2 separate regions of the Oryzias latipes genome follow, and region 1 is linked to region 2. A link is a contact called in public Hi-C data. All regions are on one chromosome and are shown on one strand. The core of a region is the stretch at or near the end of the contact, and the rest is flanking DNA. Distances in the headings are between cores, read along the strand shown.

Region 1 (7,099 bases), core at 2,442-4,941, 210 kb after region 2:
ATGACGTCATATCCACCGTTTTTAGAAAAGAAAAAAAAAGTAGTGAGCATGGCATCCGAATTGCTTTTAAAATTCAGGGCATTACATAGTGCTGCACTAGTTTTTTAGCAGTTAGGGGGTTAGGGCGGAAATTCAGACACAGCCAGTGTCTTCAAATTCAGACATTACTACCACTAGATGATGTCATCAATAGTCGCTGGTCATTGAGGTTCGCTGCCAGCGCTTGAAAGACACATAATATTGTTTTTAGAACTTTATTATTTGCAATTAAATGTAAACTTCTTTGCTTCAGAGCACACCCATGTGAACAAGTGCGTTTCTCCCAAGCGCGACATGGAACACCCTACCAGCGGAGTTGATACCCAGCCTTAAGTCAGTACAGATTCCCCTTAAAAAAACACTTTCGGACACCACTACAACTCCACCCCCCACCCCCCCATAATTGGAGCAATAAGGAGGACCAGAGGGGTTGGGGGATCACTTTGGATTGGTCCACATGTTCTTTTGATCTTTGTTTTTACATTTATGTATAGAATTTTTTACATTGTGCATTTACTCCACATAAGCGAGTAAGCCTCGTCAGTGATCAGGGTCTCCCTGGTTTCTGGTCTCACTCCCAGAGGGAACAATAGCAGACATTGAGGACAGTTACAAGTACCTTGGAATGCCACGGGCAAATGGCAACCTTGAACAGGCAACAAGGAAAGCTGCAACGGCTAAATACCTCCAGCGCGTAAGGCAAGTCCTGGGAAGCCAGCTCAATGGCAAGAACAAGACCCGGGCAATAAACATTTACCAGATAGCCTGCAGGAATAATATAAAAGCCGAATCTTATGTCCAGACAAAGATTTCCTGACCAGCAAAAAGGAATAATCTGCAGATCACAGAAATGTCTGGCATTGATGGTATCCTTTGGAGCTCTGACCAGCGCCTAGTTTCTGGTCTTAGAGCCTGAAGATCTGACAAACCCACTTGCATCAATGCTCTGGCACATCCAAAGATGGAGATGAAAAAAGAAACCCTCCCACTCCGAGCATCAGCAGGTTTTTGTGTCAGCCCCCCAGGTTCAGCCTGGAGGTACTGTTGCTTCTTGTTGTACATCTTTTTTCTATAATTATTAAGGAAACTCCGGGGGGTTGACTGTCTCGATGGTTCGTAGAACATTAAGAAAATACACTGAATGCTCGTCATTAAAATCACATCTACTCTCTGACAGCAAATCCGTACTTAGGGGGATATTCAGGGACGCCGCTGATGCTGATTTCTGTCATTTAGCTCTGGCTTCGGTACAAACCTGTTCAGGATGCCAAGCAGAGTGTTGCTAAAACTGCCAAAAAGCATGTCCTATTTATTTTTGCATGTTTTCTGTATTTTTCACACAAACTGTACTGTGCCGCCATTTATAAATGTCACCGAGTTTGACAAAAACTGCATAAATTCAGAAAACAACCATAAAATATTGACTGCTTGCAGCTCACCTCTGAGCACACAACTGACTCCTGTTCTTGTGAGCAGCTGAAATGTTCCCATCATGAATCAGACTGGCTGCTCTGAAAACTGACAGATTAAAACACATTTGTTATCAGTAGAATTTGCTGCTCGCTCACAGGTTTTAAAGATTGAGGGGACTCTGCAGCACCACTGGAGGCCTGTGGGCGGTGAATTCACAGACGGCGACACAGTGCCATCATCTGGATGAACGATGCCAAACAACATGTGAAATAAGCACATGAGAAATGCTTGGCTTCTAAAATGCACCTTCCTTGATTGTACCAGCATTTCATGGCACTGATATAGCTAAAATGATCAAAAAAAAGAAAGGGAAGAAAAGAAATTCTGCCAAACATGCTTACTCTCCATTTCAGACAGGGTTCTACAAGTTACTTCCAAGCTGTAATTCAAGACAAGTTATATGTTACTGTTGTACAAAAGTAATCCCTTATCTGACAACATAAGTGTTTCAGAACAGCACTGCGTTACAAACCTGCAGTCTAACATTTAAATGTGCCACAAAGGACTTTCGGCTTAGATGAGGGGCAACAGGTTTTACTAAACACTAATACAATTAAAAAATATACATGTGTGGTAAAGTTCGTGTGCCTCGGAATGAGTAAAACAATACTAAAGTAAAACAATAAAAAAGTGTAGTGAAACAACCAGATTCAAATTTTACACTTAGCTGTCAACGTCCAGACAGACAGATATTTACCCTGAATGTTATGTTAACAAAAACAAAAGTCTGTGAACCCAGACAGAAAGTTCAACTCAGTAGTTTAAGTCAAAATTTAAAAAATACAAATAAAAAAGTGATCAAAGTTGGTTCCCAGTCGATTCTAGAATCAAGTTCAAAATCTTCCTGTTAACCTATAAGGCCTTACATGGTATGGCCCCATCCTATATTAAAGACCTCATAGTCCCTTACCACCCAAACAGAAAACTTTGTTCGCAAAATGCAGGACTGCTTGTGGTTTCTAGAGTTAATAAAAGTACGGTTGGAGGTAGAGCGTTTAGCCACCAAGCCACTGTTTTATGGAATAAACTCCCAGCTCATGGAAGAGAGGCCGACTCAGTTTCTACATTCAAAGTTAGACTGAAAACATTCCTCTTTGGACAGGCTTGTTATCAGACTAGTTAGTATTCAGAGATTATTTGACTTAATGTTAATGTGTTTAAATTAAACTTAACAATAAGAATAAAGTTGTAAGTAGGCTGCTAAAAGTTTGAGCTGGGGTAACTATGGTGCACTGGGGTTCTGTCCTCTAGTCTCATCTACTTCTACTCTATTCTTGAACATTTACTTATCATTTAGTTCTCCATGCCTCTGTTTGGGGCAGTGCGATTCATGTACTGTCCCTCTTTTCCTCCAGGGGAACAGGAGTGCTTCCAGATTCCAGTCGGCTCGTCCGTGCTCCTCTACCTGACCGTGAACCTTGTCTCTGGCTCACCTCTACTACTGCTCCTGTACTTGGCTGTGTCTCAGCTATTTATACATGTAGTTGTAGTGTTAGATAAGTCAATTCTACTCTGAGAGTTCTGGTACATCGCCTGTCCGTCCTGGGGGAGTATCGCTCCTTCATGTGGACACCCCTGAGGTTTATTTTTTATTTTTCCAGAATCCGTTTTTCCTTATTGAGAAGGAGGGTCTAAGGTCAGGGATGCCCAGTTTGATTTAGTCTGTTTAGTTAGTTCAGTTTAGTATTTACCTATTGAGTTGTATGTCTTCATGATTCTTATGATTTTAAGTTTACCATACAATTGCCTGCACGAAGCCCGTTGAGATGACAGTTGTTGTGGTTCTAGGCTATACAAATAAAATTGAATTGAATTAATCTGTTAATCTCACTGCTTTGAATGATGAAATTGCATTCGTCTGTTCCTGATTCACAACAATTTGAACAAAGAATTACTCAAAAATGTAATTTTAAGCTCAATTTTCGTTAAAATATTAGCTTCGGTGATATTCCTGGTTACGATTGTCACTTTTTCACTGTTGTTTTATTAGATGGAGTCGTGGCATTTACTTATTCATTATTAAACCCTCCCACACAATCAACAGACTCCTCGTCTCACATTTATTTTGATTTTTAATGTGCTCGCGTCAGTGCTGTCTGGTGGACTTTCATCTAAAAGTTTAGCCTAACGGGACGTTTAATGCTCATCAAGCGGCTCTTCGAAGACCATAATTATTCTTAATCAGTTGCATCTTTGGATTCTGCTGTCAATGGCTGCTGAGGAGCGAGCAACTCAGGGAACCAATCACAGGGTTTTCTCCCCGAGTTCGTCCAATGAGGAGCGAGGGGGGCGGGTCTATCTTTATTCTGCCTGGTGTCTGCGTGAGAACCGTAACAAACAGCTTAGGCCCGCGGATGGCAGTTTGTTCGGGATAAAACAGTCACAGGTAAGCCTTCCACAGGTGTCACGGTACAACTTTTGATTTATTTATTGAATTTTTGGAGGCCCTGATGTTAGGGAGGGGGGAATGGCCGTTTTTATTTTTTGCTGTTTGGCCTCGGTAGCCGTGTTGTCAGCAGCGGCATGGCGGCCGCGTCCCTCTTCTTGTTGTGCTAACCGGACCGTCGTCCCCGGTCCCCGGTGGGTCGGTCTGCTGCTGTGTGGTCTCAGCGAACCTAGTCCGAACGGTCGTGCTTAGCTCTGGAGAACTTAGTGCTAGAGAACCGGGCCCGGTGTGTAGCAGCGGAAACGTTGAAGTTCGGCGCTAGTAGTTTGTGTTCAGACAGACGAAGTCCTCCTCCATTACTGCCGTGTTTGCTCCAATTGGACCGTTTGGCGGTAGATTTTCCTCTAAACTCATTGTTTTTCTTAATCCCGACTCGTTTTGAACAGGGATTCAGCTTTTGATCTTTTAACTAAACATTTGTTCGTTTTTCATAACTGAACGAACTGAAAATAAGGTCCAAAATAAATTACATAAAATCATAAATGGAATTAACTTTTGATCAAAGTAGTTCACCACGAACTAATTCAACTATTCACAGTAATGGATCCTCCAATTCAATTAATTTTTTTTCCATTCAATTTTATTAATATAGCCAATATTTCCAACAATAATCGTCTCAATGGGCTTCATACCGGTAATTATGGAATAAACATGGATCTTAAAGAACATAGAATTTAATAGGTAATGGCTAAACTAAACTGCACATCCAAAAAGGATTCTGGAAAAATAGAAGAAACCTCAGGTGTGCCCACATGAAGGAGGGATCCTCCCCCAGGACGGACAGAGGAGGTACCTGGTACATCCTCCAGGAGAGGCTGAACTCGGAACAGGAGGGCGGAGGAGGCCACCACTGTGGTTCCCCACCAGAACTCCAACCAGAACCCGGGCCGCAGGTTTCTGGAGAGCCGAGAGCGACTCCTAAGATGGAGTCAGGTCCTGTAATCCACCCAGGATGTGAGGATGGAGCAGAAGACGCTCACCTTTCACCTTGGAGTCTCCCTCCAAAATAGTTTGACGAAATACTGAACCTGCCAAACCTTTGGTGGTAACAGCAGAAATGAAACTAGAAACCTGCTCAATATCTAATCATCCAGAAGATTGATCAGATGTGTTTGTCTGGTTTATCTTGTGTAGATTCCACCCTTCAGAATGGGCATGTCTCTGCCTGTGTTCACTATATTCCTGTTAGGGATGGAACACCTTTGGAATACGTGGATATCTGGGATCTATTACAGAAAAAAGGGGTTCAAATATTTGTTTTTTGTGATATTTATAAACATTTTAGATTGTAGTAAAAGGCGCACTTCAGGTAAAATAATTATTGCTCCAAAATCCCAAATAAAGTTTGATTTTATTTAATAAACTAAACAAACCGAATGCTGCTGTCACTGGAAGTAAATAGATTTTCAAAGTAAAGTGTCAGTGAAGGTTTTCATTCTCAAGTGTTTTTCATAGATGGAAAACGTCAGTTTACTGAAATAAGTTCTGGAAAAACGGATTTAGTTGTAAAGATGGTAGTTCAAAACATATAATGGCCGATGGTTTTGTGCATTTCTGTGTTTTTGTGTGAAACGTGATAAGAAACAAAGACAAACATTGAAATCTGAACGCGTGACTCTCAGCTCAAAGTTCAGAATTTCTTCAGTCTGCTCTTCAAAGTAAGGCGTGAATCAAACCAACCGAAGGGGCGACAAGTTCAAGTGTTCCCTCCCACTCTGGCAGGCTAAAAACTGAAACCATAGACTTAAGAGAAACGGAAAGAAATGCGAGAAATCTAGAAAAGTTCACCTGCTCTGTTCAGTAGCAGCTATTTCTCTCTGAGTCACACTGGTTGGAGTTTTGGCTAAAGATGTCCTGGATCCGTTTTAGGTCAGAGAATCGGATCGTTCAAAATGAACCGACACCAACTATGAATCAGATCGGCAACCACAGGTTGATATGAATCCAATGGTTGTTAAACTGTTACAACCCCTAGAAAGAAGTGATGATTATTCAGCTTTATGGTTTTATTATTTTAACAGAACCTCTGGTTAAAAGACAGAGGATCTGTGTTTGTAGCAAGAACACAACGGGCTGCAGCTCCTCCCACTCTGACCTCTGACCCTCACTGCTTCTCACAGAGAACCGCAGCCATGGGCAAGGCCCAGTCACACCTGACCAAACACAAGGGTGAGAGTCAAGATGCCCTGACGGCGGACGGCGAGTGCAGAGACGGCCCGGGCGAGGATGACGGCAAAAACGGAGATGTGTCCCAGTTTCCGTACGTGGAGTTCACCGGGCGGGACAGCGTCACGTGCCCCACATGCCAAGGCACCGGCAGGATCCCCCGAGGTAACTTCCAACTGCAACATGAAAGTTCAGGTCACAACAGGCTGAGCGTCGAACTTTAAGTTCTGAGGTTCTCCTTCCTATGGAACACTTTAGTTCAGTGGTTCTCTGGGGATGTCTCCTCTCCACGCCTTCTGCCCCATGAGGGGATGCTCCCTCTCTTCACCTTCTTCACCCCCAGCAGAATTCAGGGGGAGTTTGTGCTGTGAACCTCATCCTGATGTGATTTCAATGGACTGATCCTCCTCAGCAGCTCCAACCAGCTGCTGCTGCTGCATTCATGGATCTGTCAGCCAGTCGTACTGAGCTCTGCTGTCTGGGAAATATTTGAGACAGAATCCTGCAGGAAGACGTGAACAAAGTGAAAGATCCTTCATAAAAGTATAAATCAATGAGATAAAGGATCATTCACTTTGTATGTTCTCAGACTGGGGGGGCGTTGAGGCTTTACATCCATTCTACATGCTTTTCTCCATTCTTCAGCCAATCTGATCACAGTTGCAGACAAAGGCAGCTGTAGGTATCCAATCCTCACCGGTTGCATGTGTGAAATGCATCAACGTCCATTACCGTTCTTTGAAGACGTTAAAACCGCAGTAAACAACAAACATTACGTCTTCAAATGTCACGGTTAGGATTAGGTTATTGTTAGTGACGTGAGACGATGTGCGATCCTGAAGTGCGGTCTGTTTATGTTCCAAATAAAATTCAGACGTCCAAATATTGCCCCCCCCCCCCCCCCCCCCCCCCCCACCCCACACACACACACACACACACTTCCCAGCCATGTCCCACCGGGTGACGTGTGCCGCC
Region 2 (6,334 bases), core at 462-2,961:
CGCTTTCTTGAAGAGAGACGTTTTACCTGAAGGATCTCTGTCCTCCATCAAACTGGCAGGAGACATAAAAAAAATGATATGCAAAAAGGAAGAAGGTCAAATCAAAATGGCATTTAACTCACCAGGGAGATGAGTGACAGCAGCCCGGCGGCGGCCCACAGACATGTGGTCTTCATCCCTCTCTGCGGAGCGTCGCCCCTCCTGTCAGCCGTCCTTGATCTTCTCATTTCACACAGACAGGCGGGAAAAGAAGAAGCAGAGACCCCTCCTGACTCGCCGAGCCGCTATCTGCTACTGAACTTGAGGAGAAAGAAGGAGTGATGAGGGAGGCGGTCCCGACGAGAGGAGGGAGCCCAGATGGAGCTCATTCAGGAGGAGGGGGCTCAGGGGGTCTGCCGGGGTGACCGGGCCGCTCGGTGGCGCCGTGATCAGAGCGAAGGTGTTCCAACATCTGAACGCCACGCTTTATACATGCAGGGTGAGAGCGGCGAGGGGGGGGGGCAAGAGACGAGTGGAGGAGGAGAGGAGGTTTCTGAGAAGTAACTTTTCTGCAAACATCATCAAGGCCTGACATCTAGTGGCAGCGAGCTGCAGTGACGCCATGAAGAGAGCTCCTCGCACTCTTCCTGTTTGTGGCCAACATCATCAGCAAAGACCTGAAACGAGATTCTTCCACAGCAGAACCCTGCTGACCTCATCCACACATAACCTAAAAGACCAAGATGACACAAAGATATTCAGAAAATGCAGAAGACGAAAAAACAGGAGCAGAGATCTGAGCGTGGGAAGGAAGTCGAGAACAGACGGGGGAACCAAGACTCTGACAGAAACGTTCCTGCAGACCCCAGAGGACCACAGAGCAGCAGAACATCCCAGGATGAGTCCAAAAACACGAGCAGGACTCATCCTGGAGGTCATCGGAGGAGCAGAAGAACAGAGAGAAGAAAGGCTGAGGAACAAGAACACAGAGGAACTTTCTGGAAGGTCTCCAAGCATCTGGATTCCAACACAAAGAGATCAGAGCACATGGTGGTGGTAGAATGATGGTCTGTAAAGAACCTTCTATCTTTGAAAATCCAGAAATCTGACTTTGAAGTGGAAGTTTCATGATGGGAACGCTGGCTGCTGGTTCCAAAAACGCTTAAGACGACGGATCAGAAGGTTTTGATCCTCAAACGGAGTTTGATGCGGCAGAAAGGTGCAGTTCATCCCCGTTCGCAGTCAAATATTCATGATTTGCTATCGTTTGTTCTGCTCCGGCAGCAGAAGCTCTGATATCTTCAGATCCAGGAAGCAGCTCGATAAGATCTTCATCTTCCAAACACTCTGGCCTTTATCTGGAGGACTTTCTACTGCAGCTCCTCCACCAACCACACAGAAAAAGTACCCCCCCCCCGATTAGGTAGAAGTTCTTCCATGAGCACTTTTAAAAAACCTAAAACTTCTCTAGAAGGTCAGGAGATGAAACAGATATCTGAGGATGAGGAGGATGACTCACAGTTATGAAGAAACTTTTACTGTTTTTTCTAAAGTTTGGCTTGAACTTTTAATTATTGGATGAATGCAGCTTTGACTTTTGGTCCTTCAAATCCTTGAACTTTTCAAGATATTCCTGGATTTTTGTCTGCATTGCAATTCATGGGGAACGCTTGGTGCAGAAGCTCGCTGGTACGATACCCGGGTCCGGCATTTTCTCAAAAACATCTTTTTTTTGCTACTTCACTTTATTCATAGTCAACTTTGATCATTTCTTTCCATACCCCCCCCCCCCCCCCAATTATTACCCTTTAAGTTTCATTTTCATTCAGCAATATTCAAGTGTTTTTTTACACACAGCACTGTCCTTGCTCTGACATCTAATAATAAACTCTGCATGTCTGTTAATATGTAAAATGTTCAATAAACAAAGTTATAAAAAAATGTAGTTGTAAAGTTTGATAAGTTAATTCTTCTCTATGAGTTCTGGTACATCACCTGTCCGTCCTGGGGGAGGATCCCTCCTTCATGTGGGCCCCCCCGAGGTTTTCTTTTTCCTTCCAGAATCCGTAACGGCAGGGATGTCCGGTTTAATTTAGTCTGTTTAGTTTATCCATTACCTATTGAATTCTATGACGTTATGATCTTTAGGATTCATGTTCGACTACTGGTATGAAGCCCATTGACACGACTACTGTTGTACAGACTGGGCTATAGGAAGAAAACTGAAATGAATCACGAAAGACCGAAACGTGGAAAATGTACGCAGTGGCTGCTAAATGTGCTTTGGGGTTGTCATGAACGTTGCACCAGTAACTTTGACTTCATTCAAACACGAAAATCATTCAACAAACTCTGAAGAACCGGAGGCTCCAAAACTCAGCCGAGCTTCTGCAGATCAGCCGCAACTCCGACTGAGAACATCCACAATCATCCTGAAGGCGTGGGCCTCTTTAACGTCGGGAAAACTCCCCCACAAATGCTGGAGGCGACACCGATGGAAGCCAGAATTGACACAAAGAAAGAACGTAGAAAAACAGACTTTGAGGCTTTCAGAGCATGAAAACAGTCTTTACCTTCTCGGGGAACCGCCTCTTCCTGCTTCTTCAGGGATCAGATTTGTCATCTTAAAACGTTAGTACAGCAGTCATCCATCTGCGTTCCCTGAATATCCAAAAAACCTTAGCGTCAGATGATCCCAGAGATCCAGGAACCCTTACATCTAAGAAACCTTAGATCCACGATCCCAGAGATCCAGATCTTCTGAAGAAACATCTCAGAAATTTTCTTGGAGACAAAAATGACCCGGTCATTCTGTTTACAACCGTGTTCCTTGTTTATTGTCAGTAATTCTTTCCATACAAATAAACAACCTGTACAAAACAGCGGCGTCTCCTCAGGCCCCTCCCATCCCGCTGCTTGTTTTCTGAAGAACATCCAGCTTTTGCATCATGACTACGACACTCAGCGATATCATACACCCACTGTGCAACAGTCAGACGGACGTTTTCTGTGAGATACAAAATAAACGTACACAGACCCGTTTGTTTGTTTTTCTTTTCATAAAAATAAAAAAAAATTGCAGTTATTTACAAATCCCACCAGAATACAGGAAACATTCTCCGCAGCAGTTTCTCCTCGTTTGTTCAGATGTTTTTCCTGCAGAACCAGAGCTCCCATGATGCACGGCAACGCTGCGGACTGATCAGATGTTTGTCCACAGCGTCTCATGTTTGCCGGTCGGGCCGGACGCTCGCCGTCACGGTCAGTAAGGCAGAGCTGACGGCTTCGGGGGATTTTGAACAGATCAGTCGCCAGCGTCGGGGTGGGGTGGGGTTGAATTAGGGACACCGGACAAACTCCACAGACCACAGAAACGTACTTTACAACGACCAGAAACTCCGCCGTGGAACTGAAAGCTGTACAGGAATCCAGCGGAGGCCGGCGCCGCGACAGGAGGGCGCTTCCCGTCCGAGTCTCTGAGCGGCGGTTCCGTTTGTGGAAGAGGCAGTGTTTTTATGGCATTAGAAGGTAGAAGTCACGTGTGCATATCATGCTGCACTAATATAGTGCAAAGTAGAGCCTGAAAGGAAGCAGGGTGGAGGCCAACAGGCGGCGGCGGCGGCGGCGGCTGTCCTCCTTCGACATCCCTCCAATCGGTTTATCCCACAAAAACAGAACTCTGAATCAGGCAGAATGAAAGGAGAGGAACCCCTCCCGACCGAAAAAGAGCTTTGAGTAGAAACCCAAATGAGGATTGAAAGAATCCAAACCTTTTCAAGGAGATTTTCCTCCTCCTCTTCCCTGCGGTGACTTTTGGCAACATACAAATCGTCAGAGCATCCTAAGCCTCCAGCTACTCAGCGTTTTCAGCAGAGAAGCATGTGTGTTGGGGTGGGGGGACGGGGGGAGCTGGAAAAAACACCAGCTGCATCCGCCTGCTTCACCCAGGCTTCAAGGGCAAAAAAAAAAAGAAAAAAGGCATTGAGCTGTGTGGAGGTCAGGAAGACCCCGCCAGAATAAGACCAAAACAGAGTAGTGAAGTGAGCTCAGGCGCCTCAGCTGAGAGGATTTCCCGCCACCGCCGAGTCCGTTCACGCTGCAAACGTCCCAGGCGCCGGCGTGAAGCGGGCGGAGGGCTGCGACCGCTACATGTCCGTGTCTCCGTCGTAGGCCAGGGTCAGAGGTTTCAGTCGGTTGTTCTGCTGCCTCTGTCTCTGAGGTCTCTTTGGCTTTTTGCTGTGTGAGAGAGATCAAAGTGCGGTTAGGGCGGCGCCAAAAACACAGACGGCGGCAGAAAATGCTGGCGAGGGGGCAGGATGGGGGGTGAACGGAAAACGGAGGTGGACACGGTCACAGCACAGGTTCTCTGGTGAACTAGTGTGGAGAGAAAAAAACCAAAACCCTCTCAGGGAGTCCGGTGAGTGACGGAACCACAGAAGACGAACTGAAACCCAAACGGAGGGGAATCAGAACCTTTAACCCTTTAGACACCAGAGCTTCAGCTTCACCGGTAACGAGAGAAAAGCGGCGCTACGCTGACGAGGAACACTTGACGTTACTGATGTGTCACCCATCGACGTAAAGCTGAAACATGAAGGTCATGTTCATGGTCGGTGGGTTGTTACGGCGACAGGAAGTGGGGTTATTTTACTCTGAAAGGGCGGATGGATTTGCTTTTTCCTCATTTCCTGTCTTTTCTTCAACAGTTTTTCCTGAAGAGATGAGAGAAATCTGACGTTCACTTATTTAAGCCTCCAGATGGAGTTTGATTGAAGTTATTTTAAGTTTTTATCAAATAAATGTCAGGTTTTAAAATATAAAGCCACAGTTTTTGTCACATTTTGGTGCAGCTGAGTGAAGTCGGAGCAGTTTCAGTGTTTTCAGGACTTTTATGTTGAAGTCAAACAGTAAAAATGTCCGCTCCGACCTGCAAATGTTAGTTTTGAATCCTTTCTTTATTTATTTTGTGAACATTTATTTATGTTTAGTAAAGTTCAAGTTTTCAATGTTTAAACCCAAAGGACTGAAACTAATCAGACTGACAGCTCTCCTCTTTTTTAATGCCAAGAAATGGGTTTTAAAGTGAACAAAAACAAGACAATTAACCGATATTCAGATATAAAGTGTCAGTTTCTCTCAAACAGATGCTTCTCCTCTCAGCAGAAAAGTCTCCAGAGTTTTGACGCCAGCCGCTGGCGGCGGCGGCGGCGGAGAGAATCGTGGTCCCGTCAGACAGGCTTCGCCGCGCTGCTGAGGATCCATGTGATCCACTTCATTTGAATGCAGAGAGCACGCAAACACGCCAGCAGCTGCTGCATTTCTGACCATAAACGCCCCATCAGAACCACGGTTTGGCAGCTGTAGATCCTCAGATCTGAGCAGCAAAAAAAGACTTTTTAATCCGAACCAAATGATGAAGAACAGCCAGGAGAGCAAAACCACCTTAAACCGTTTAAGGTGGATCTGTTTGTTGTAGGTCAGGGGTGGGTAAACTACCATTAAACTATTTGATGTGGCCCCCCCATTCCTTGTTTTTGTCTTATTTTCCCTGGTGTCTACACATAAATGGAGCTTTTAGGAGCAGAAAGTTATTGATGTGATGTTGAAATATTTGTCGACTTTCTGACGTTCGTGCGTGTTTTCTGAGTCAGACATTTTCCCGATCATTCCAAAAGCACAGAAACTAAGAAGCATTTCTCTAAACTTGTTTTTTTTACCCCTGAAGAACATGAATCCACCGATGCAACTGGGACTAAAATGAAGATAAGAGCCACAAATGTTGAAATAAAAACTCCAAAATGACAATAGTTTTAATCAACATTTGAGTTATTCCAGTTTATTTCTTCCCTTTAATAAGGTGGATTACCGAAACACTCCACATATCTGCTCCTGGTCCGTCACATTTTAGAAACCTTTGTGGTCCACGAGTCAAAACGTTTGCCCACCCCTGACCTAGAAGCTCAAATTTGGACTTTATCTGCTAATAGTTTGTTTTTTTCCATCAAATGAGGCGTTTTTTAAATTTCAACAGGAGTCCTGCTCCTCTGCTTCACACCTGATTCAGGTAAGCAAAAGTGGGTGGGGCAAGGATTTCTGACAAAAGGAAGTGCCCCCTACCCCAATAAGGAGCTGGATTTGAAACCAAAGAAGTGAAATGCATGTCAGTCCTGCGTTCTATCACCCATCCACCAGGGGGCAGCATTGCACTTCTGCATTCCTGTGGCTCTGAATTTGGTTGATTTGTAAAAATGTTTTCCTTCCGGTTCGGATGAAGCCGTCGTCTCCACATTAGGTTTTTATTATTGTCGTCTTTGCGTGTTTTAAAACTTAAAAGGCTGCACTGCGTCTTCCTGTA

The links. A called contact is a pair of places that touch in the nucleus more often than the background predicts.
Region 1: a contact with region 2 is called in a Hi-C map of embryo, with 2.1 times the contacts expected there. The contact joins the promoter of tmem106b here to the promoter of LOC101168895 in region 2. A contact is called at or near these places in 2 of 5 Hi-C or Micro-C datasets (embryo and fibroblasts).

The regions. Positions count from the first base shown.
Region 1 is chr16:30,875,590-30,882,688 of ASM223467v1, forward strand. tmem106b (transmembrane protein 106B) reads left to right here and starts at 3,692. Exons shown (of 8, transcript XM_004078404.4): 1 at 3,692-3,898; 2 at 6,079-6,289. The coding sequence starts at 3,722.
Region 2 is chr16:30,669,203-30,675,536 of ASM223467v1, forward strand. It overlaps LOC101168895 (neurexophilin-1), which reads right to left and starts at 1,712. Exons shown (of 2, transcript XM_011485839.3): 1 at 123-1,712. The coding sequence starts at 227. LOC101169142 (thrombospondin type-1 domain-containing protein 7A) reads right to left here. Exons shown (of 28, transcript XM_023964730.1): 28 at 1,789-2,640. The coding sequence ends at 2,624.